Linked DNA regions of Mus musculus: region 1 is linked to region 2. A link is a contact called in public Hi-C data. All regions are on one chromosome and are shown on one strand. Each heading gives the region's core, a stretch centred on a gene start, on an enhancer-like site or on the middle of the called end of the contact. The rest is flanking DNA. Distances are from core to core; before and after follow the strand shown. Region 1 overlaps Cpn1 (carboxypeptidase N, polypeptide 1). Region 2 overlaps Dnmbp (dynamin binding protein).

Region 1 (4,080 bases), core at 937-3,436, 89 kb after region 2:
GCTGTTCCACTCCATTGTTATGAATGGTGTCTAGCCCAGAAGTCCTCCCAACCAGGCTGCCTCCACAGCCATCAGGGGCTCTGACCAGGGGCTCCATTCGCTTCAAGGCTACTCGCTCCCTGCTCTCAGAGCCTGCTCCCTCTAGCAGGTGAAGAATCTCCTTATCCGAATCTTAGCTGCTTGATGCAGCGCGTCTTTTCTGCTCCCATACCCGGCACGCACCCTCCTCTCAGTGTCCTCGATGGCTGGTCTTTCTGGCTTACCAACTGGTCCCCTCCTACCTGAAGTGACGTCGTGGTTGATGCCGGTGACGGAAATGACAGCCCCCGTGAGGTTGTTAGAGTTCTCATCCAACACCATTCCCTTGATGCCCTGGTGGACCTGCGGGAAACAGTGGCCACCGAGAGTCAGAATCACACAGTGGTTGGACAGTGGGAAAGGCTCTGGCCTTTCTCTTTTCTCATGGTTCCTCTCAGTCCATGTTCATTAACACCATGACAACACCCTGTAAACTAGCTCTTCACTGCTCCTCCAATCCCATAATCCCTCCTTAGTAGGCGGAGTGATCCTGTCACTCAGTCACAGTACACTGCCTTCTCAAAGCTCCTGTGTGGGTGGGCTTGTGAGGCCACAGTCCCCACTAGTAGCCCAGTCTCAAGTGTATGTGTGTTGAGTATTTTGCCTTCACGTGTGTCTTTGTACCCTGTGCCTACATGTTGCTGGAAGAGCCCAGCAGAGGGTCACAGAGCTCTCGGGACTAATGTCACCAATGTTTGTGAGCCACCATGAGGATGCTGGAAACAAACTTAGGTTTGCTGAGACAAGCCAGTACTCTCAATCAACCGCCAAGCCATCTCTCCAGCTCCTGCTGGTCTAACCTTGAATTTTGTTACAATTAAGGAAATTTAAGGGGGGGGGGTGCTGGTGAGATGGTTTAGTGGGTAAGAGCACTGACTGCTCTTCCAAAGATCCTGAGTTCAAATCCCAGCAACCACATGGTGGCTCACAACCATCTGTAATGAGATCTGATGCCCTCTTCTGGAATGTCTGAAGACAGCTACAGTGTACTTACATATAGTAATAAATAAAATCTTAAAAAGAAAAGAAAAGAAAGGAAAGGAAAGGAAAGGAAACGAAACGAAACGAAACGAAACGAAATGAAACGAAAAGAAACTTAGAAACTTTAGCGGTTAAGAGCACTGACTGCTCTGCCAGAGGTCCTGAATTCAATTCCCAGCAACAACATGGTGGCTCACAACCATCTGTAAGGGATCCGATGCCCTCTTCTGGTGTGTCTGAAGACAGAGACAGTATATTCACATTAAATAAATAAATAAATAAGTAAATAAATAAAATCTTTAAAGAAAGAGAGAGAGAGAGAGAGAAACCTTAGATTGTGATCTACTGAGATGGCTCAGTGGTTAAAGGCATTTGCTGCTAAGCCTGACTGAGTTTGAACTTGGTACCCAAAATGCTGGAAGAAGAGAACAGACTACCTTCCACAACTTGCTTTCTGATTTCCACACAAACATCATGGCATGAATACACAAGAGAGAGAGAGAGAGAGAGAGAGAGAGAGAGAAAATTTGAAGTAAATTGTGGTAAAATGTTCACTCTGTGAATTGTACAGCCCAGTTTATCACGCACATTTGTAATATGTGCCTAGCACAACAACTCACTTTTAGAACTCTCTTCATCTGACACTGAAACTGCTCTCCTTAAGATGAAAGTCTCCATCCCTCTCATTCTCTACCCCACCTCCTGCTCTTCCAGCCCCAGACACCATTCTGCATTCTGTCTGTGCGACTGTATAAACTCTATCTAAACAGAGGCACGGCTTACTGCCATACGACTGGCTTATTGCTTATTGCATAATCCAGATCCAGTCGTGCTAAGGTGTGTGTCAGCGCTTACCTGGTTTTGAAGGCCCTTTCTCTCTCTCTCTCTCTGCCTGTCTTCACTTCTTTGAGATTTAACCATGCTGAATAATATAACAATTTTATTCTAATTGTGGTTGCTTTTGTGGGTCTGGAAACACAATTTTGGGTCCCTCGTGTGCTAAGCAAGAGCTTTACCACTGAGCTAAACTTCAGCCCCATTTTTAATTTTCCGGAAGCTCTGTCACACTGCTTGGCTTAGAAGCAACATCACTTTCTGCTCACAGTGCCTAAAAGAGTCCAGTTTCTCCCCCTCCTCCAAGCCTTGTCATGTGTTTCTCACAGCAGCCGTTGCGGTGCACTTGAGGCGGCAGCTGGCTGTGGTTGCTGCTGCCGGGCACCTTTCAGATGTGGACTTGGCTTGTTTTAGTTGGACCTATTCTGGAGGGCCCACCCCTGTTCTAGATAACCTGGCTTGTCTGAGCCCCTCCGATCCTCAGGCTCCTCAGACCCCATTTGAGAGTGGCTTTCTCCGGGAGACTTTCTTCACAGCACTTCTCTTTTTAATGAGGCACAGAATTTACTTCCGTATTTTGCTTACTGTCTGCCCCGGTTAGAACATCAGTTCCATAGAGACAGGGATATAGGCTTGTTTACCCAGAGTCCCCAGCTTACAGTAAAGTTTTGGACAGACAGCTATGCTCTAGGACATTGAAGGAAAACCAACCGCAGGAGTAGAGGGCTGGTTGAGTGGAGTCAGCTCTGGGGACAGCCTGAGCCTGTGGCAACCCCAGCTGCCATTGGAAGACCTCTCTTGCAACCAGAAGAGTCAAACGGAAGGATCTTACCTGTTCCAAGAACTGGATTAAGGCTTCCCGGTTACCCAGCCACTCCCTCTGCAGCTCCTCTTGCCGGGGAAACTTGTCGCAACTCAGCTCGAGCGTGATCTCAAAGCAGTTAGTGTGGAGATAATTGAAGTCTTGCATTCCTAGGGAAAGAGACAGCGGCAGATCTTTGTGTCGAGGGACCCACCATTGCCACCTTTCTCGTTAGTCACAGTTTCTCCACCACATCTTTATCAGCTTCTCTCCTACCTCTTGACATCTGCTAACTTACTCTCCACAGAGCTGTTCCTGAGTCTCAGGCTGAAGGTTAGCCTGGTCTACATAGCAAGTTCCAGGTCTGCCTAGGCTACATAGCGAGGCTCTGTCTTAAAATAAACACAGAGACCAGCAACCATAACTAAACAACTGGTTTCCTCCCAGGTACTAAAGCCCCTAGAAGGTGAGCCATGCAGCTTAACACAGATCACTGGGCCTTAACTCAGGGTTTAACTCAGGAGGCACAGGGCACAGGGCAAGGGCCCCAAGTTTCTGTGTTGGACAACTTCCCAGGTTACTGTGGTCAGAGACCTCATTGCTGAGACAACCACTAGAATTGACCTAATTAACTATTGTTAATCTTGGGATTGTGTTGATTTGGTTTAGGGTGGAGATTCTCTGAGGAGGCACGGGCCATGCTTTCTGAGAGGATAGGGAGGGTGGGGAGGGAGAGAGGGAGGGAGGGAGGGAGGGAGGGAGAGAGAGAGAGAGAGAGAGAGAGAGAGAGAGAGAGAGAGAGAGAGAGAATGATTTGAAAAAGTATAGTGGCACATGCCTTTAATCCAAGCACTCGGGAGGCAGAGGCAGGCGGATTTCTGAGTTTAAGGCCAGCCTGGTCTACAAAGTGAGTTTCAGGACAGCCAGGGCTATACAGAGAAACCCTGTCTCGGGGGAAAAAAAGAAAAAAGAAAAAAAAAGAAAAAGCAATTATCTGGGGCTGGAGAGACAGCTCAGCGGTTAAGAGCACTGACTGCTCTGCCAGAGGTCCTGAGTTCAAATCCCAGCAACCACATGGTGGCTCACAACCATCTGTAATGGGATCCCATGCCTTCTTCTAGTGTGTGTCTGAGGACAGCTGCAGTGTACTCATATAAATAAAAAATAAAGACATCTTGAAAGAAAGAAAGAAAGAAAGAAAGAAAGAAAGAAAGAAAGAAAGAAAAGAAAAGGAAAGGAAAGGAAAGGAAAGGAAAGGAAAGGAAAAGAAAAGAAAAGAAAAGAAAAGAAAAGAAAAGAAAAGAAAAGAAAAGGAAAGAAAAGAAAAGAAAAGAGAAGAGAAGAAAAGAGAAGAAAAGAAAAGAAAAGAAAAAGCGTCTCTGATG
Region 2 (4,180 bases), core at 1,382-3,881:
GAATGTCCTTTGAATATTTTTTATAAATTATCCACAAAAAGATTTAAAATTTTGAAACAGGGTCTCATGTAGATCAGACTGCCCTCAGACTTGCTATGTAGCTTAAGATAACCTTGAACTTCTGATCTTCCTGCTGATACCACCTGTGTCTACAGGTGTGTGCAACATCTTAGCAACAAATACATTGTAAATCACTACCTGGGAGACACATATACAGAATTGAAATATAAGTTTCTTTTTTAAAAAAAATACCATCACTATAGTGTATTCTGATATTTTCTATTTATCTTATTGAAAAATAGTGACTGTGGCCCACTAAGTTGATTTCATAACCCTCCTGTCTGAAAACATCATACTGTGTTGATAGCAACATCAAAGCTGACTGAGGTAAAAGAGAAAACAGGGAGGTCGCAACCTTTGCACCAGGTAAAATGTCATTTCCCTATTATATCACCTCGGAAGGGCCCCCTTCTTCCACCATACCTGGGACCAAACAATCGCATGAGCTCATACCTACAGCATCGCTGATTTCCAAGGCCGCCAACAATTGCTTTGAGACTTTAATCACTGTTTGCATATTTCCAAAAAGTCCTTCAAAATCAACGTTTGGTACCTGAGCGAGAGGAACAGAGCGTCAAGATGCAGGGAGATGAAGTTAATGACATCACTCACATTAGGAACATCTCTCCAAGGTCATCTGCCTAACTTCTGCCTTGTTTCTAGAACAAAGGCATCCAGAACCATCTCTAGTGTCATCCTTTGTCCCTAAGTTGTAGTCTGGCTCCAGAGTGTCCCCCTAGAGTTCACGTGTTAAAGACCTGGGGTTACCAGGAAATGGGTCTTTCAGCAGATGGGGACTACTTGGAGGAAAGCACATCTCTAAGGAGCTAGCTGAGGCCCCGCCCCTTCTCACTCAGCTTCCGGTTGCCAGGATGGAGCGGCTCTGTTCTATACCGCACTGCTGCGATTCGCAGCGCCACAGGTTCAAATGCAGCAGCGCCAACCAACCACAGGCCAAAACCTGAAACTGTGCCAAGGTAAGTCTGTCCTCGCTTTCTGTGGTTCTTTATTCCCTTACCACTGAGCCGCTCAGTCTGTAATTATGGTACTGCAGTAGAAGACAGCCTCATTCCAACCCCAACACTTCGGGTGTAAAGGGTCGGGCTGCCTCCCATCTCCTACCTGTGCCTGCTGCAGGGGCACCATGACCCTCTCAATGCACATCTCCAGATCCCGGATGTAGTCTCTCTCCGTCTGCAAAAGCTCCGCCACCACCTTGGCTCTCTTCTCCAGCATCCTCTGCTCTGGGTTTTCAGTGGACACAGACCCAAAGGGGGCCGCCAGGGATGAAGACTGGGAAGAGAGGAGCGTCATGTCTGGAAGGGGAAGGAGGACGGTCAGCAGCTGTGTGAAAGGAGGGCTCTCCAGCACTTTGAACCAGGAAGCAGTGTTCTAGGTGGGCCGGGGCTTTCCCTACAGAGGACAGCCAGGAGATCAAGCGTCCACTGTAAACACTGTAAACACTCTGCAAACTCTCTCCACAGGGATATCCTCCCAAGTATGCAGGATCCTTTTCATCTTGTCCTCGAGAGAAGCTTGACCACCTAACAATGCGCGGCCTGCTAGCTGTCTGTAAAGTCGAAAGGAAGACCAGCCTTATCGAGAACTGATTTTATTTAATCAGATATAAAACCTGCTCTATAGGCTCTGCAGCAAAGCTACCAAGCTGGGGAGTGAGGACATTGATACAGCACGTTAGGAATATTAATCTGGGGCAGTGAGATGGCTCGACAGGTAAACCCACTTGCTGCTAAGCCTGAGGCCCGGAGTTTCTTCCTTGGGATCCACAGGGTAGAAGGGAGAGACCTGACTCCCTTATGTTGTCTTCAGAACTCTACATGCTTGCTACTGTGGCACATGCTTGCCACACACATGCACACACAAAGCACATAAATAAATGTGATAAAATGTTTTAAGCAATATGAGAAAATTATTACAGGCAGAACAACTTAATATTTAAAAAAAAAGAAATATTATGAGGAACACATAACAGTGCCAACTTGGGGGGAGGGAGATCTCTGGGAGCCTGAAGGACAGCCCGGTCTAGAGAGCAAGTTCCAGTCTACCCAGGGCTAGCCATAACGGGATGTTTCCTGAAGAAGAAAAACAATTCTTCTCATTAGCACTTACAGCTCCTGGTACTTGGATGCATAGGAGAAGGCGCATAAAGAAATGAGAAAACGTTTGGTCATTTAAGAAACTGAAATAAAAACAAACAGAAGATGGCTGTGGAGTGGTCTCCGCCGAGTTTCCTTCACATTCTAAGACTGATTTAAAAATTGACAAATTTGCTAAGTCAATACAGTATGCTGTCTGGGCACAATTCAAAGCCACAGAAACAGTACATGCGGCTGGCTTTTCAGCAGACTGGATTCTCCAAAAATCTTTTCTGCTGCCCCTAATCCTAAGAAGTTAGGAATGTCAGTGTTTACAAATGGGGGCGGGAGACATCTTGCATTGCCAAGCAAGGAGGTCCTGGCAGAGGCACAGGGGGAGGGGGAGAGGGAGATCTTAACAAAGACAAGGCAGCCAGGGAAGGGCAGCCTGCCCAACCAGGACAACTTCAGTATCAAAATTAAGTCAGCTCCAATGCATTATAATCCAGTGAATCAAACAGGAACTGGGAGCCCACACCCTTAGCACACATGACAGGGAAGAAGTCTCTCTCTGAGTGGAAGTCAAACTGCAAGATCCAGAAAAATGACAAGATTTTTTTTTTTTAAGAGCATCTTTTCAAGCAAATTACCAGTAGAGGATAGGTGTGGTATGCCTGCCTCTGACCCCAGCCAGAGAATTTCAGGCCAAAACTAACCAACCAACCAAACAAACAAACAAACATACCCAACTCATCAGTTGATGATGCTGGTAATAATGGTGGTATTGAGGTGATCAGGATATTTGCATAGTTTTACATTATTATACATTACATGTTCATTCCAAAAACAAAACAAACAACAACAAAACATGCCTACACAGCTGAGAAAGGATACCTTGACCCAGGAATCAAAATCAGGGTCACCAGTAAGGGGCAAATATGGCTTCCAAATAGGCCTGGAAACATCACACACCCCTTCTGCAGTATCCCAGTCACAAATGTTGGTTCTGAAATGAGTCTTGAGGAAACATCAAACTCAAATTGAGAATGTATATTCTTCAAAAGGTCACTGTCATGGGAAAAGGAATTCCGAGGACAGTGTTCAACTATGACTGGCCAGTCCCTGCTGTGTCGAAGAAGAAAAGTTCTAAACCCAGCGTTGGGCAGGGCTGGAGAGCGGCTGTAGATTAGATAAGTGACTAGATCAAGGTAAAATCTCCTGCAGGAGCGGCCCCTTTCTGGTCTCACAATAAATACCCACTCTTACTGCTGATAGTTTGCTTGTGCCAGGCCCTGAGTTTTACCCCTACCAGGCACATAATGCACGCAATAAACTCTTAGAAAAAACTAGAGAGAGAAAGGATGAAGATGTTAAACTTAACAGCGCACGGGGAAGCCAGGCAGTGAGGGCACACACCTTTAACTCCAGCACTCGCTCAGGAGGCAGATACAGGTGAATCTCTGAGTTGGAGGCCACTCTACAGAGTGAGTTCCAGGGCAATTAGAGCTACACAGAGAAACCCTGCCTGGGAAAACCAGCCGACCAACCATGAGTGCACAGGGAGTTCCTGGTACCACGACAATCTTTCTATAAATTGTATTATTCAATACATTTAAAAACAACAGCCAACAATAGCTAGTATCTTGCTTGAACTTTATGTCACGACGCGTGGCAACATTTCACACATCCTTCTCATCCACCACAGTCTAAGGTTTCGTTCAGAAATCAGCTGCACCGTACACACAGCCTGTTTATTGCTGTGCTGGGAACGGAGCCCAGGGACTGGCCCAGGATAGACAGGTGCTTTCTTACCGCCAGCCTTGCAAGAAAATCCTTTAAACTAAATTGCTTGTTTTAAATTCTCTTTGTGGCCAGACTTTGTGGTACTTGTCTAGGCTTTTGGTTTAGTTTTTTGTTTTTGGCTTGTTGTTGTTTGGTTTTTGGGTTTTTTTTGAGGTTTTTCTGTGTGGCCTTGGTTGTGCTGGAACTCGGATTTGCGTACCAGGCTGGCCTCGAACTCACAG

The links. Hi-C and Micro-C count contacts between places; a contact is called where the count stands out from the background.
Region 1: a Hi-C map of bone marrow-derived macrophages shows a contact between it and region 2, with 45 read pairs. The contact joins two enhancer-like sites. A contact is called at or near these places in 2 of 15 datasets of contacts at CTCF or cohesin (the NIH/3T3 cell line and embryonic stem cells), 9 of 484 Hi-C or Micro-C datasets (Sertoli cells, bone marrow-derived macrophages, cerebral cortex and 3 more), 15 of 115 datasets of contacts at active chromatin or transcription factors (bone marrow-derived macrophages, embryonic fibroblasts, embryonic midbrain and 8 more) and 4 of 9 other capture datasets (adipose tissue, embryonic stem cells, liver and 1 more).

What each region holds. Positions count from the first base shown.
Region 1 is chr19:43,963,450-43,967,529 of GRCm38.p6, forward strand. Cpn1 (carboxypeptidase N, polypeptide 1) reads right to left here. Exons shown (of 9, transcript NM_030703.2): 6 at 2,726-2,865; 7 at 282-381. Among named protein-coding and RNA genes, the nearest start is that of Cpn1, 21 kb to the right of the region's middle. Within about 2 kb of position 2,187, at least 60 of the 459 cell types and tissues checked have an H3K27ac peak or open chromatin away from gene starts, as enhancers often do. A contact at or near this core is called in bone marrow-derived macrophages, where this site is marked.
Region 2 is chr19:43,873,645-43,877,824 of GRCm38.p6, forward strand. Dnmbp (dynamin binding protein) reads right to left here. Exons shown (of 16, transcript NM_028029.4): 5 at 1,183-1,376; 6 at 484-613. Among named protein-coding and RNA genes, the nearest start is that of Gm24400, 18 kb to the left of the region's middle. Within about 2 kb of position 2,632, at least 42 of the 459 cell types and tissues checked have an H3K27ac peak or open chromatin away from gene starts, as enhancers often do. A contact at or near this core is called in bone marrow-derived macrophages, where this site is marked.